4 separate regions of the Mus musculus genome follow, and regions 1, 3 and 4 are each linked to region 2. A link is a contact called in public Hi-C and HiChIP or PLAC-seq data. All regions are on one chromosome and are shown on one strand. Each heading gives the region's core, a stretch centred on a gene start, on an enhancer-like site or on the middle of the called end of the contact. The rest is flanking DNA. Distances are from core to core; before and after follow the strand shown. Region 1 has its middle 25 kb from the start of Thbs2. Region 2 has its middle 23 kb from the start of Gm34916. Region 3 has its middle 42 kb from the start of Thbs2. Region 4 has its middle 39 kb from the start of Gm23352.

Region 1 (2,895 bases), core at 60-2,559, 170 kb before region 2:
TAAACTGTGTGGACCGCTCACATGATGGGATACTGCATGGCAGTGAGAACACAGGGCCAGTGCTCCATGGTACAGCATGGATGAATCAAGTCGCCTGTGCCGAGAGTGAAGCCAGACCAAAGACTCATACAATCATGATTTCATCTACAGAAAATTGTAGAACAAGTTAATCTATAGTGACAGGAAGTAGATGAACCATTTCCTAAGGACCGATGGCAAGAACCAGAGAGAAGGGCTACTTACCAGGGAGGTGACAGATTTTCCCATAATCTTAATGATTTAATATTGAAACTAGCAAAAATTCACAGTATATACAAAGTTCCAGAAGAGAGAAAATAATCAATAGAGACACAGAAAGTCAGTATTTGTTGGGTTAAGGTTGGACCAGTCTGAATGCAACAGAATGCAGGAGATCTTCAGAGTGCTGAAATGTTTGTGGAATGAACAACTGAAATTGGGGAATCTTCAGCACATGCAAATTATACCTCAACATGCTTCATTCAAAACATCAAGTATAACCCCACCTTTGGCCCTCCAAGATATTCTTTTCAGAGACCATATTTTAATAGCATCGAGAATTCAAAAGAAAGGAGTAAAGACAACTACTAGAACATCAACTTCATTCATTCATTTTTTTTAATTGAGAAACTAGCCTTGTAAGTACATATTTCTGGGTCATTATGAAATATATCTGTATTGAAAAAATGTTTTTAAACAAAATTGTGGGAATCTTCCTTTCTGAAGGAAACTCCATTTTAGGAAGGATGAGGATAGAAACCACTCAAGCTTTAGAAAGTTTAAGGGAGCAGAAAATGTGCTTTGCTACAAGAGTCTGACCTTAGTCACCTATTCCTAATTGTTACCCTGCAAAGGATTCATTAAAACCATCTGATTTGGTTATATTTGTAGGCTGTTTGTATGAACTAACTCCTTAGAATGTTCTGATTGTTTCTTTTTATAATCATTTGGTAATAATTCCCCCTTTTGATAGTTTAAATGTCACAGTCAGATGTCAAATGACTAATGTAAAAGATTTGAGCATATACAATAGCCATGTGTAATGGCCGGAAACATCCCATTATACTCTTCCCAGGCTGCTCCTGCCCAGAGAGGATATGGGTGGTTTTAATTATTTGTTGAAGAACACAAGTCTATAAAATATTAGCTATGATGAAATGGAGAGAATATTTTGAGGCAGCTACAGACAAAACGCTGCTGTCAAGAAGATGAAAGGCCAGATGAGTCACCTTGTATAGGGAGAGCTGACCCCATTTCCCAAGTGGGTTGCTCATCATCTCCTAGGCGATTGCACAATGGTGTAGCAGCTTACACAGAGTCTTCGGGGCCCTGGGTGAGCTCACTGTCCACACTGTGTTATATATCACTGAACAATGGCTGGGGGCCAGGTGCCCCAAACCTAGGAAAGCCCAGACTACCAAAAGTTAGCTCCACGGTAACTGTCCTACCATGGAGAGGAACCAGAGCTGAGGTATGAATATTAACGAGCTAGTAAATGGGAGCCAGTCTCACCCCAACAGTGTTTCATGACACAGTAAAATTATGGGAAAACTAGAGCAACAAGAACATGCTATTTTTGTTCAGGATTTTTAGAGGTAAACTTTCTAAATGAAGATGTGAAATGCTATGAAAAATGAAGGAGGTATTTCCTGAAGACGAGGCAATGAGTTCAACAGCCCATCCCACTCCTGCAGTGACACAGGCAGTGAGCAGTAAAACCAATGAATATAGGTCACACACTGGAGCAGAAGCAAGCAGATGAACTGGGCTCAGATAAAATCTAACTGCAGAAGGGACCACACCTGAGAGTGAAACCTCTATGGCTTGAGCTCCAACAGAAAGAGCTTTAAAGACAAAATGCAGAAATCTCGACATAGAATAGATCACTCTTCTTTGCAGGGCTGATAGAATTTTTCACTGAAACCATCTGGGCCTGAGCTTTTTTTTTTTTTTTTTTTTTTTTTGAGAGACTTTTTTATTAGATATTTTTTTTCATTTACATTTCAAGTGCCCCCCGCTCCCCTACCCACCCACTCCCACTTCTTGGCCCGGGCGTTCCCCTGTGCTGGGACATACAAAGTTTACAAGACCAAGTTGGGGGGGGTTGGGAGACTTTTAATGACTACTTCTATTTCTTTAGGGGTTATGGGACTGTGTAGATGGTTTATCTGATCCTGATTTAACTTTGGTATTTGGTGTCTGTCTAGAAAATTGTCCATTTCATCCAGATTTTCCAGTTTTGTTGAATATAGGCTTTTGTAGGATCTGATGATTTTTTGAATTTCCTCAGTTTCTGTTGTTATGTCTCCCTTTTCATTTCTGTTTTTGTTAATTTGGATACTGTCTCGGTGCCCTCTGGTTAGTCTGGCTAAGGGGTTATCTATCTTGTTGATTTTCTCAAAGAACCAGCTCCTGGTTTGGTTGATTCTTTGTATAGTTGTTTTTGTTTTTGCTTGGTTGATTTTAGTCCCGAGTTTGATTATTTCCTGCTGTCTGCTCCTCTTGGGTGTATTTGCTTCTTTTTATTCTAGAGCTTCCAGGTGTGCTGTCAAGCTGCTAGTGTCAGCTCTCTCCAGTTTCATTTTTGAGGCACTCAGAGCTAGCACTGATTTCATTGTATTCCATTAGGTTGGATAGAGTGTGCCTTCATTTTCACTAAATTCTAAAGAGTCTTTAATTTCTTTCTTTATTTCTTCTTTGATCAAGTTATCATTGAGTAGGGTGTTGTTTCACTTTCATGTGTATGTGGGCTTTCTGTTGTTTTTGTTGGTATTGAAGACCAGCCTTAGTTTGTGGTGATCTGATAGGATGCATGGGACTATTTCAATCTTCTTGTATCTGTTGAGGCCTGTTTTGTGACCAGTTATATGGTTCATT
Region 2 (2,846 bases), core at 25-2,524:
TGGAAGCTAACCACTGTGGATGACAGCCAGGCCACGAAGAAATCAAGGAGGAAGCAGAAAGGTTCCTAGAATAGAATGAAAGTGAAAACTCAGCATTCCAAAAATTATGTGTCAATAAAAGAAGTCCTGAGAGGAAAGGACTGGCAAACCCTTAGCTATTAACCAAATGAAAAAGATAGGATCCAAACCAAGAAAATTAGAGATGAAAAGAGAAATATAGGGCATGCCATGGAAAATCTGAAATGAACAGACAGTTTTCTAGATTCATATGACCTATGAAAGTTAAAGTACAAAGAAATAAATGATCCAAACAGACCAACATGATTGAAGCAGCAGCAGAAATTAATAATAATAATAATAATAATAATAATAATAATAATAAATATGTCTCCCAACTAAAAAGAACCCAGTGTATTCATCAGCGAATTCTAGCAGATCTTTGAAGAATGACAAATACCAACAAAATAGAAAGGGAAAGAATGCTGCCAAACTCTTTGGAGGAGATCATGATTCCCTAATGTCAAAACCAAACACACACACACACACACACACACACACACACGCACACACACACACACACACACACACACGATTCTAAAGATGAAACAGAAAATTGCCTTAAAGCTTATAAACACGTGCATCAACGTGGCAAGACAAAAATTAATGCAAACACAAATACAGTAACCTTTCTATATATCAATAACAAGCATACTGAAAAACGGAAATAGAGAAGGGGCAGCTTGTACCTACTAGCTCCAGGACCAGTTGTCACTCAAGAACTTTTAAAGACTGTAGATCTTCCAGAGTCAGGAAAGGTTGGATATTGGGAAAATAAAGATCTTGCATGATAGTGAAGTGTACAGCCACAGAAAGCAGACTCTGAGGATGACACACACCTTGATCATTGCCAAGCACAGTAAATGCTGGCTGAGCCGGGCACGAGGGAGCTCAGGCTGTCTTCATAACAAGGAACTGAATGGGTATCTGGGTAGGAGCCAAATTTTCTAGAGCTCTCCAGCAGAGCTGGGGCCATCTGCTTGTCCCCACCCATTGAAACCCGCGTGATTATGTTTGTTTGCATATTTTCCTTCTTAGCCATTCAAGTCGTGGACCAGTAAAGGTTCTAATCAATTCTGGGAAATGTGGAACAATGGCCAGGACAGTCAGAATTCATTACGCAGAAGCCCAGAAGGGAACTCTGAGGTTAGGGTGAGGATCGGCCAGTGTCCCCGTTTCTTCATTTCTCCTAGTGAGTCACAGCTGAGTTATGAACCTGCTTCATCTCGTGCGACAACCATACCGAATACAGAAGTTCCTCACCCACGCTGGGTGGAGGGGTTGGCTCCGAGGTGATTAGTGACCTCACCTAAAACGGATCTGTGGGGTTTCGTATGAGGCCCTCTGGCGCCACCAAGTGGCCAGCCTAGCAGTCCCTCTGGTCACTCTTGCATAATTTGCTGCAGAGTCCCAGTTCCTGATTCCTGATTCTGGATTAAAATGTGAGTTTTGTCATTGCCGGTTCGTTAGATATGCTCATTATCCTCTGCAATCCATCTTTAGGTATACGAATTTCTGGGTGTTAAAATTTTTTTTTTTTTTTTTTTGCAGACAGCACACACTGCTCCAGCAAGCACACAGGCTCTTAGCATTTGGCTGAGCCCCTGAGAATCAATCTATCCTGTCATTGTGCCAACATTCTCCAGTGGGAAAATGTGTGTATCACCTATGGGATCAGGATTCTTTCACATGTGATAATGGAATGGCAATTCACCATAGTTCTGTGTTTGTGGACTGTATGCATGTGCATTCCACAGCACACTTTTGAAAATCAGAGTCCATCTTTGACTTCCACCTTATCTGAGACAGTATCTCTTCTTGTTTGCCATTAATTCCAGCCAACCAGCTCCCTTGTAAGTTTCCAGGAATTCTCCTGTCTCCACCGTAATCTGGTCTAAGAGCATGAGAATTATGGATGTGTGCTACTATACCAGGCTTTACATGAGTTCTGGGCATGAGCATTTAAATTCCAGTTCTCGGGGTCATGTAGAAAGCACTATATCGCCTGAGCCACCTCCACAGCTCTATAAAGTGTTGTCAATGGCTTCTTCTCTGCTTTTATTTCCTGACTATAATGAGGGTTGCAGGCAGGGATCTCCAGTGCACAAGCCAAGGGCTCTTGCACTGAGCTACAGCCCTAGGCACAGTTTTATTTTAATTGAGTTGTAACAACACTCATAGAGAGGCAAGAAGGTAAAGGGTAGAAATCTTCAGAAACCCACTTCACTATCCAGTGATGCAGGATTTGCAGATTGTCCTTGTCCGGTATTCAGCTTTGCACTCTCCCAGCTGCATCTTCTGTGATGCAAAGTCTCTGGCTTTATTAAACTCAAATTTATTATTTTCATCTTTCATGAATCATAAGTTTCCTGCTGAATCTGGTAACATACCTCATTCTGTCTACACAGCTGTGATTCACGTTTTTAGTAGAAGGCTTAAAGTTTCTCATTTCACAGGCAGGTCTATAACATATGGATTAATCGTTGCATATGGTGCATGGTATAGACTTGTTTTTTATTTTTTTGGCATATGAATATGCACTTGCTCCAGCATCATTGTCTGAAAATACTTTTTCTTTACTATAATGACTATGCACCTTTGGTAAAAATCACTTTTCTGTACCTAGATGTGATTCTGTGTTTGGAATACTACCATTTCCTATTGATTTGCCTATTGCTATGGCAACACCACACTGCATCAATCATCAGGAGAACATCACAGTGTATTTGTCTCCATGACAACACCATATGGTTCCTGTCACAGTGACAACACCACACTGTATCATCGTG
Region 3 (2,768 bases), core at 253-2,752, 190 kb before region 2:
AGCATGCCGGCAACTCTTCTAAGAATCTAGTCACCATGTCTACCTGACCTCAGGTTAGGGCAAATGAAGCTTTGAATGAAGCTAAAACATCAAAACCATCCCCTGTGTTAACCACCAGCTTTCCCTGCCTCTACTCACCTGAGGGAGATGAGTATCTTTCTTAATACTGACAGGATTTTCTACAACTCTCTAACTTTCTGTATTTGGTTTTAGGTCTTGTGTTTGTACCTTTGGGAAACCAAGCAGGGCTCCATAGTGACTTGTAGCCTTACTTAATACAGTGTTTTAAACCATCTCACAATGACATTGTAAACAGAGTTCTTTTGCTATTAGTCCCTGGGAGAAATATCTAACTCTGGGTATCTCAGAGGACTCCCAGGATGTCTCAAAGTAGTTAACATGCTTACCTTTCTAGTACTGAGTGGCTCAGAGAGTCCTTGTGAAAGTTGCAACCAACTAGACATACACCATGTGGTGAGCCAGAGGCCGTTCTGCACTTCTGTAAGTATCCAAGTTGTGTTTAATGAGCCTAAATTAACTTGGTCTTGCTGTGATGATCTCTGGCAGAAATGAGGACAGTTATAAAGAAAATACTATACTCCCTTTGGGAACTTCAGAGTTCTTGGTGATGCTATTTCCTGGTTCTATTGCTTCTCTATGGTGCCAGCATCTGTAGATTGAGGAGCGCCTAAAGCCCTGCATAATGGGGCTGGACAGCTGAGTGGCATCTGTCATGGCTACAGGCACTGAAGGAGCTTTCAAAGACAGGCTTCCTCAGCCAGAGCCCTTCAAACTGTAGCCGGGAAGATGGCTCTGGGATCACACCTTGGACCCTTGACTCATATCCTCTGTACTCACAGATGCCCATAGTTTTCTCCCAGGGACTAATATCTAACTGTCTGTTGTTTCTATCATTTGGCTGCTGAGGCCTGGATGGCAGCAAAGCCTCCGGTATCTAGAAGGAATCTTCCGAGTTCCTCCTGTAACCTCTGCTGCCCTGTACGCTGTCCCCGTTCTCCCATGCAGATTTGTAGTTACCGTAACAGGCAGCAGGCTAGATAGCGGAAGGAACAACACAAGGCTTTCTCTGTGGCCTGGTATGCCTTGTGAGTCTCACTTAGAGACAGAGACAAAGCAGCCATGCTGGTGACTGAGTGGCTCCTATACTGTCCTCTTGGTCAGTAGGTCAAGACTCAGAGGGAATTTCTGAGACTGGATTGGAAAAACAGGTCAGCAGGATGCCCCAGTCTCGGCTGGTTCTGTGAACCCTGACACTGTCAAATGTGAACTTAGAGGCATCTCACAATTGAATAATTGTGAATCATGATTTAGCCAATGAGCTGATCCTGGCCATGTGGCAGGCCATGGCAGCGTGGAGCAGACTGCCAGTGGTGGCAATCAGTTCTTTTTCTCCTGTGCTTTTGTACCCGGCCTGAGAAGCCCGGGAATCAGAGGCCATAACCTCCTTCTGGCCTTAGCACAAATCTGGAAGGAGATTATGAGTCAAATCATGAATCACCCTTCGCTCATACAAACTCTTAAGTTTTATTTGGTGTCATTCCTCCTTTAACAGTTATAACCCAGCTGTTTTTTATAGGCGACTGTATGAATATATCTCATATGGGGCTTTATCTCACTCTACAGAGATCAGGTAGTGAGCTCCACTTTATCCCAGTTCAGCACATGCTGGGACTGCAGTGTTTCACTAGTGTTTCCTGATCTCACGGTGAGATAAACATACCCAGAGCCCAACTTCTTAGTTAACACGCCGTAATGCAGCTGTCATGACCCAGTTGCTAATTCTGCTTTTCTACTGATCTTTTTAAAAGCAGAGTATGAGCCTTATTCACCTCTTCGTAACATGACCACTTGGCTACCCACCCAACATGGACTAGGTTCTGATACGTGTTTCATTCTAGAGTTTAAACCATCATCTATTATTCAATCCCTCCTTTGGGAACTTTGCTACATGGAAAAAAGAAACCCACACAACCTACACTACCATGGGGAGAGAAATCCTGCCATGCCTGTTTCTCCAAGTGTCAGAACTCTTTATTCTTTAATAGTTTACACTATAGGGATATACTTCTTACACACACACACACACAAACACATGACACACACACAGTCACAGATACATAGATAAGTGCCTATACACACATACATACACAGAAACACATTTAAAAACACACACCCCACACTTACACAATCACAGATATATAGATAGGCACACACATACACTTTTAGCACATGCACACATATAAACACTTTTGAGCACACACACATACACGTGCACTGCACATTTACACACACAGACACAGATACATAGATAGTTGCATATACACACTTTGAGCACACACACACATACTCCACACTTATACAGTAACAGATACAGATAGGTGCATACATACACTGTTAGCACACACACATAAAGAAACTCATTTGAACATTACACACACACACACACACACATACACACACATGCACGCACATACATGGACATACATGAATAGGCCAGTCACAAAGCAATGTTCCCTCTGGAGGATTTGGACTTAGGTCAGGGACCAGGCTGTGACTTTAAGGCAGCTGGTGCTCAGTGTCTGTCTTCTCCTTCTCAGACTTATTGTTTGCCTTACGAGTTACACTACTGAGAACCTATGTCACGTCGCTTAGTTTTAGGAAGCTGCTAGGCAATAGTTCCCTAGGATAAAAAGCCACAAAAATCTTTTTCAGTTCTACTTTTAATATTTCTTTGTGTGTGGTAAGGA
Region 4 (2,866 bases), core at 61-2,560, 210 kb before region 2:
GAGTAAGTAGCCCATGTTCGGCAGGCCCACCACGGTCCTGACCCTCAGGACGAGTGATGGAGCCAATCTACCTCATCCCTCTTCAGCATTACACGAGGCCCTACCTGCCCTGGGGTGGAAGAGAAAGTGATGGTTTTGATACTTGTTGTCCTAAGTGTGAGCAATCGTGATTTATCTCCATCTTCACATTCCACATTAGTGAGTGCACACAGCCAGAAGGAGTGGCTGAAGAGAAACTTCATGCATGCTACTACCCTTCTCTGTGCTCAGCCCCCAGAGGTTTTCTGTTGCCCTTACAGTAAATTCCATGTCACTCCCAGGGTGCAGAGCCCAATGACCTGTCTATTTACTGAGCCCTATCTTCACGCTTGACTCCTGCCTTCTCTCATGCTTTGCAGCCTGCCCTCCTCCTCTGGGTAGCTTTATACCCTATTCTACCTGGAACGAGTTTTGTGCTGAAGTAAAAACTTAAGGGTTCTTTGGGAAAATGTTTGCATGGTGTTTTGCTCTTGCCTCACTGTCCCCCCCCTCCCCCCCAGTTCAGACACACAGACAAAGGAGCTTAATACTACCCGCTAGGTAATACTTGTCCTATGTGGCAAAACCTAATGTCATTTGCTTCAGGAAGCTTCCCAGAGTTCCTGCATCATGGTCCTTGAGTGCTTTGGGTGCTTCTTCCTAGACTTTATTACAGTTGTGGGTCAAGATCTAGGGTTGTATGGTGACAGATTTTAAAATCTCTATGGCAACACATTTGTCCTGACTACTGTGATGCGTCTGATGTGACTACTGGGCGTCTGTTTCTGGCCCACCTGGACGAGAGGGAGTGCGACACAGTGTTGGTAAATGGCCAATGGGCACTTGCTGGATTCTACTGAACCCAGTCTCTGTCATGACCAGAGCACCATGGGTTTCCACCTGTGTCCGCGTGACACTGGACCAGGCAAGTTCTTTTCCTTTTCCTGAATTGCTTATCATGCCCTGTAAACTTGCACAGACAGGTCGGTGACTGCTGTTCCCGTCCTTCCCTCACATACTTTAGCATCTCTGTATGGGAGTAGCTAGATGCATGGTAACCTTGTAGTTCTCCTTATTAAGCATGTAAGAAAGCGATCAGGACATTTTCCCAGTGTTCTCCCACAAAGGCCTTTGTCTAGGTCTACACAGAGAATTATTTTAGAAACTGGAGGGCTGGCATGTTCTGGGGAAGCAGAGGTGTGTTTGTTGCCATCTCTCTTGTTGTCAGAGGTGTGGTTGCATGTTCGGGCAGCTGAGCTGTGTTCGTGGCCAGAACTGGCAACTCACGCCTGCCGCTGTCACTGGCAGATGTTACTCATCTTCCGTTGTTGAAGATGGCTTCTGTTTGATAACCACTGTTTCCCCACATGTCTGGAGATCAGCCAGGCAATTTGTCTTTTCTTCCAATTCTGGTAGGGCATGGCTGTTCCAGCACAGCTTGGGGCTATGGAAATTTTTAAGAAGAGAAAACTTCCTGCTCTCAGCCTTGAGAGATGACTTGGTAAAACCTCTGTAGTCTGATGTATAATTAAGACAAAGATGTCTAATCTTTGTAAAGAAGAGCATCCGTTTTCTCCTGTGGCCACAGTACCTCAGTTTGCCTCCTTAAGACTCCATAGAAAAGCTAGGTTTGTGTAGGGACAGGGAGAGTCTGGGCATGCTGAGAATCAGAGTTGCCATCAGCTGCTCTGAGCGAGGTACAGTTTCTACACTTCCAGGACTCCAGAGCAAACACGTTCTTTAGAATATCAACTGTCCCTGGTTTACAGTTGCTTAACTTAGAATTCTCATCCTTACAATGGGATGGCAGTATTCTTACAGCTTCTCGGTATAGGATATAAAAAAATCACAGGGGATCCTGAGCATGGTCTATAAGATGGATTTTGGGTTGAATAAAGGCTTCCTTTGTGGGCAAATGTAGGTGTTCTGAGTGAGTTTAAGGCAGGCTGGGTGCAGCTGAGAGGTCTTGTATGCCAGGCAGGTCAGTAGCACTTTTTCAGCTTGCAACAGTTATCTGTGTAGCCTCCCGAAAGCTCAACAATATTGTAGGGTACACTCAACTCCCAACTGAACCCCATCCATGCAGCCCAGTATCCTTCCACACTCACCATCTTACATACGTACGTTGGTTCTAGCAAGTTCAAGTGTAGTTGACATAACATCAGGCATCCAGTTCTGAGGACACCCTGATGCTTTCCTGCCACACAGACGACAACACATGGAGAACTTGAAATATGAAAATTCAGAGTGACAAGGTTAGCTTCACCCGGTCACTATTATCATCCACTTAAATTTCAGCCAATGACAATCTACAGGTGAATCTTAGGGGTTCTCTGCTACACACTTGGGATGGCCTGTGTCTTCACTCTCTTCTCCTTTAGTAGCTTCACTGATGAAGACACAGATGGCAGCGAGCCTCCCTCACTCTTGTCTATGTCACACAGTCAGACCTGTAAGGACCCACAAGTCACATGGCCTCCAAACATCAGAGATAACTGTCTGCTGTCCCTCAAGTCTGCATCCTCATGACACGAGACAGAGAATGTTTACCAAGCACACTCAGAACTTCTGGGGTCTTAAGGTTCACTGTGTGAAGTTCCATGTTTGGGCTCCCTAAGAATTCACCCGAAGTTCCCCAAGCTAATACAACACACGAGTCTCTCAATAAGGCAGATGCTTTTGTGAAGCCCGTATTCTAGGGAGAAGCAGGTCTTGTTCAGTTGCCCGCCTGTGTTCATTGGCTCGGCATTGTTATTTTAAAATTAGTTTTTTAAACAATCACATTTTAATCATGAGGCATGTTAAAATACTTTAAAACAACCATCTAAACACAATGCTAACATTTTAA

What was found. HiChIP or PLAC-seq counts read pairs in DNA pulled down with a chosen protein or histone mark. A called contact is a pair of places that touch in the nucleus more often than the background predicts.
Region 1: a contact with region 2 is called in a Hi-C map of muscle stem cells, with 4 times the contacts expected there. The contact joins two enhancer-like sites. A contact is called at or near these places in 1 of 39 promoter capture datasets (cranial neural crest), 1 of 15 datasets of contacts at CTCF or cohesin (the NIH/3T3 cell line), 13 of 484 Hi-C or Micro-C datasets (the C2C12 cell line, the F1.1 cell line, cerebellar granule neurons and 9 more) and 5 of 115 datasets of contacts at active chromatin or transcription factors (embryonic fibroblasts, fibro-adipogenic progenitors, neural progenitor cells and 2 more).
Region 3: a contact with region 2 is called in a CTCF HiChIP or PLAC-seq map of the NIH/3T3 cell line, with 25 read pairs. The contact joins two enhancer-like sites. A contact is called at or near these places in 1 of 15 datasets of contacts at CTCF or cohesin (the NIH/3T3 cell line), 16 of 484 Hi-C or Micro-C datasets (the F1.1 cell line, adipose-derived mesenchymal stem cells, cortical neurons and 10 more) and 6 of 115 datasets of contacts at active chromatin or transcription factors (the NIH/3T3 cell line, a colorectal cancer cell line, embryonic stem cells and 3 more).
Region 4: an H3K27ac HiChIP or PLAC-seq map of the NIH/3T3 cell line shows a contact between it and region 2, with 4 times the contacts expected there. The contact joins two enhancer-like sites. A contact is called at or near these places in 1 of 15 datasets of contacts at CTCF or cohesin (the NIH/3T3 cell line), 6 of 484 Hi-C or Micro-C datasets (embryonic fibroblasts, epidermal suprabasal cells, forebrain and 2 more) and 5 of 115 datasets of contacts at active chromatin or transcription factors (the NIH/3T3 cell line, a colorectal cancer cell line, embryonic stem cells and 2 more).

What each region holds. Positions count from the first base shown.
Region 1 is chr17:14,717,350-14,720,244 of GRCm38.p6, reverse strand. No RefSeq gene overlaps it. Among named protein-coding and RNA genes, the nearest start is that of Thbs2, 25 kb to the right of the region's middle. Within about 2 kb of position 1,309, at least 63 of the 459 cell types and tissues checked have an H3K27ac peak or open chromatin away from gene starts, as enhancers often do. A contact at or near this core is called in the C2C12 cell line, the NIH/3T3 cell line, muscle stem cells and 2 more, where this site is marked.
Region 2 is chr17:14,544,484-14,547,329 of GRCm38.p6, reverse strand. No RefSeq gene overlaps it. Among named protein-coding and RNA genes, the nearest start is that of Gm34916, 23 kb to the right of the region's middle. Within about 2 kb of position 1,274, at least 95 of the 459 cell types and tissues checked have an H3K27ac peak or open chromatin away from gene starts, as enhancers often do. A contact at or near this core is called in the C2C12 cell line, the NIH/3T3 cell line, a colorectal cancer cell line and 4 more, where this site is marked.
Region 3 is chr17:14,734,420-14,737,187 of GRCm38.p6, reverse strand. No RefSeq gene overlaps it. Among named protein-coding and RNA genes, the nearest start is that of Thbs2, 42 kb to the right of the region's middle. Within about 2 kb of position 1,502, at least 42 of the 459 cell types and tissues checked have an H3K27ac peak or open chromatin away from gene starts, as enhancers often do. A contact at or near this core is called in the NIH/3T3 cell line, a colorectal cancer cell line, cortical neurons and 1 more, where this site is marked.
Region 4 is chr17:14,751,790-14,754,655 of GRCm38.p6, reverse strand. No RefSeq gene overlaps it. Among named protein-coding and RNA genes, the nearest start is that of Gm23352, 39 kb to the left of the region's middle. Within about 2 kb of position 1,310, at least 25 of the 459 cell types and tissues checked have an H3K27ac peak or open chromatin away from gene starts, as enhancers often do. A contact at or near this core is called in the NIH/3T3 cell line, where this site is marked.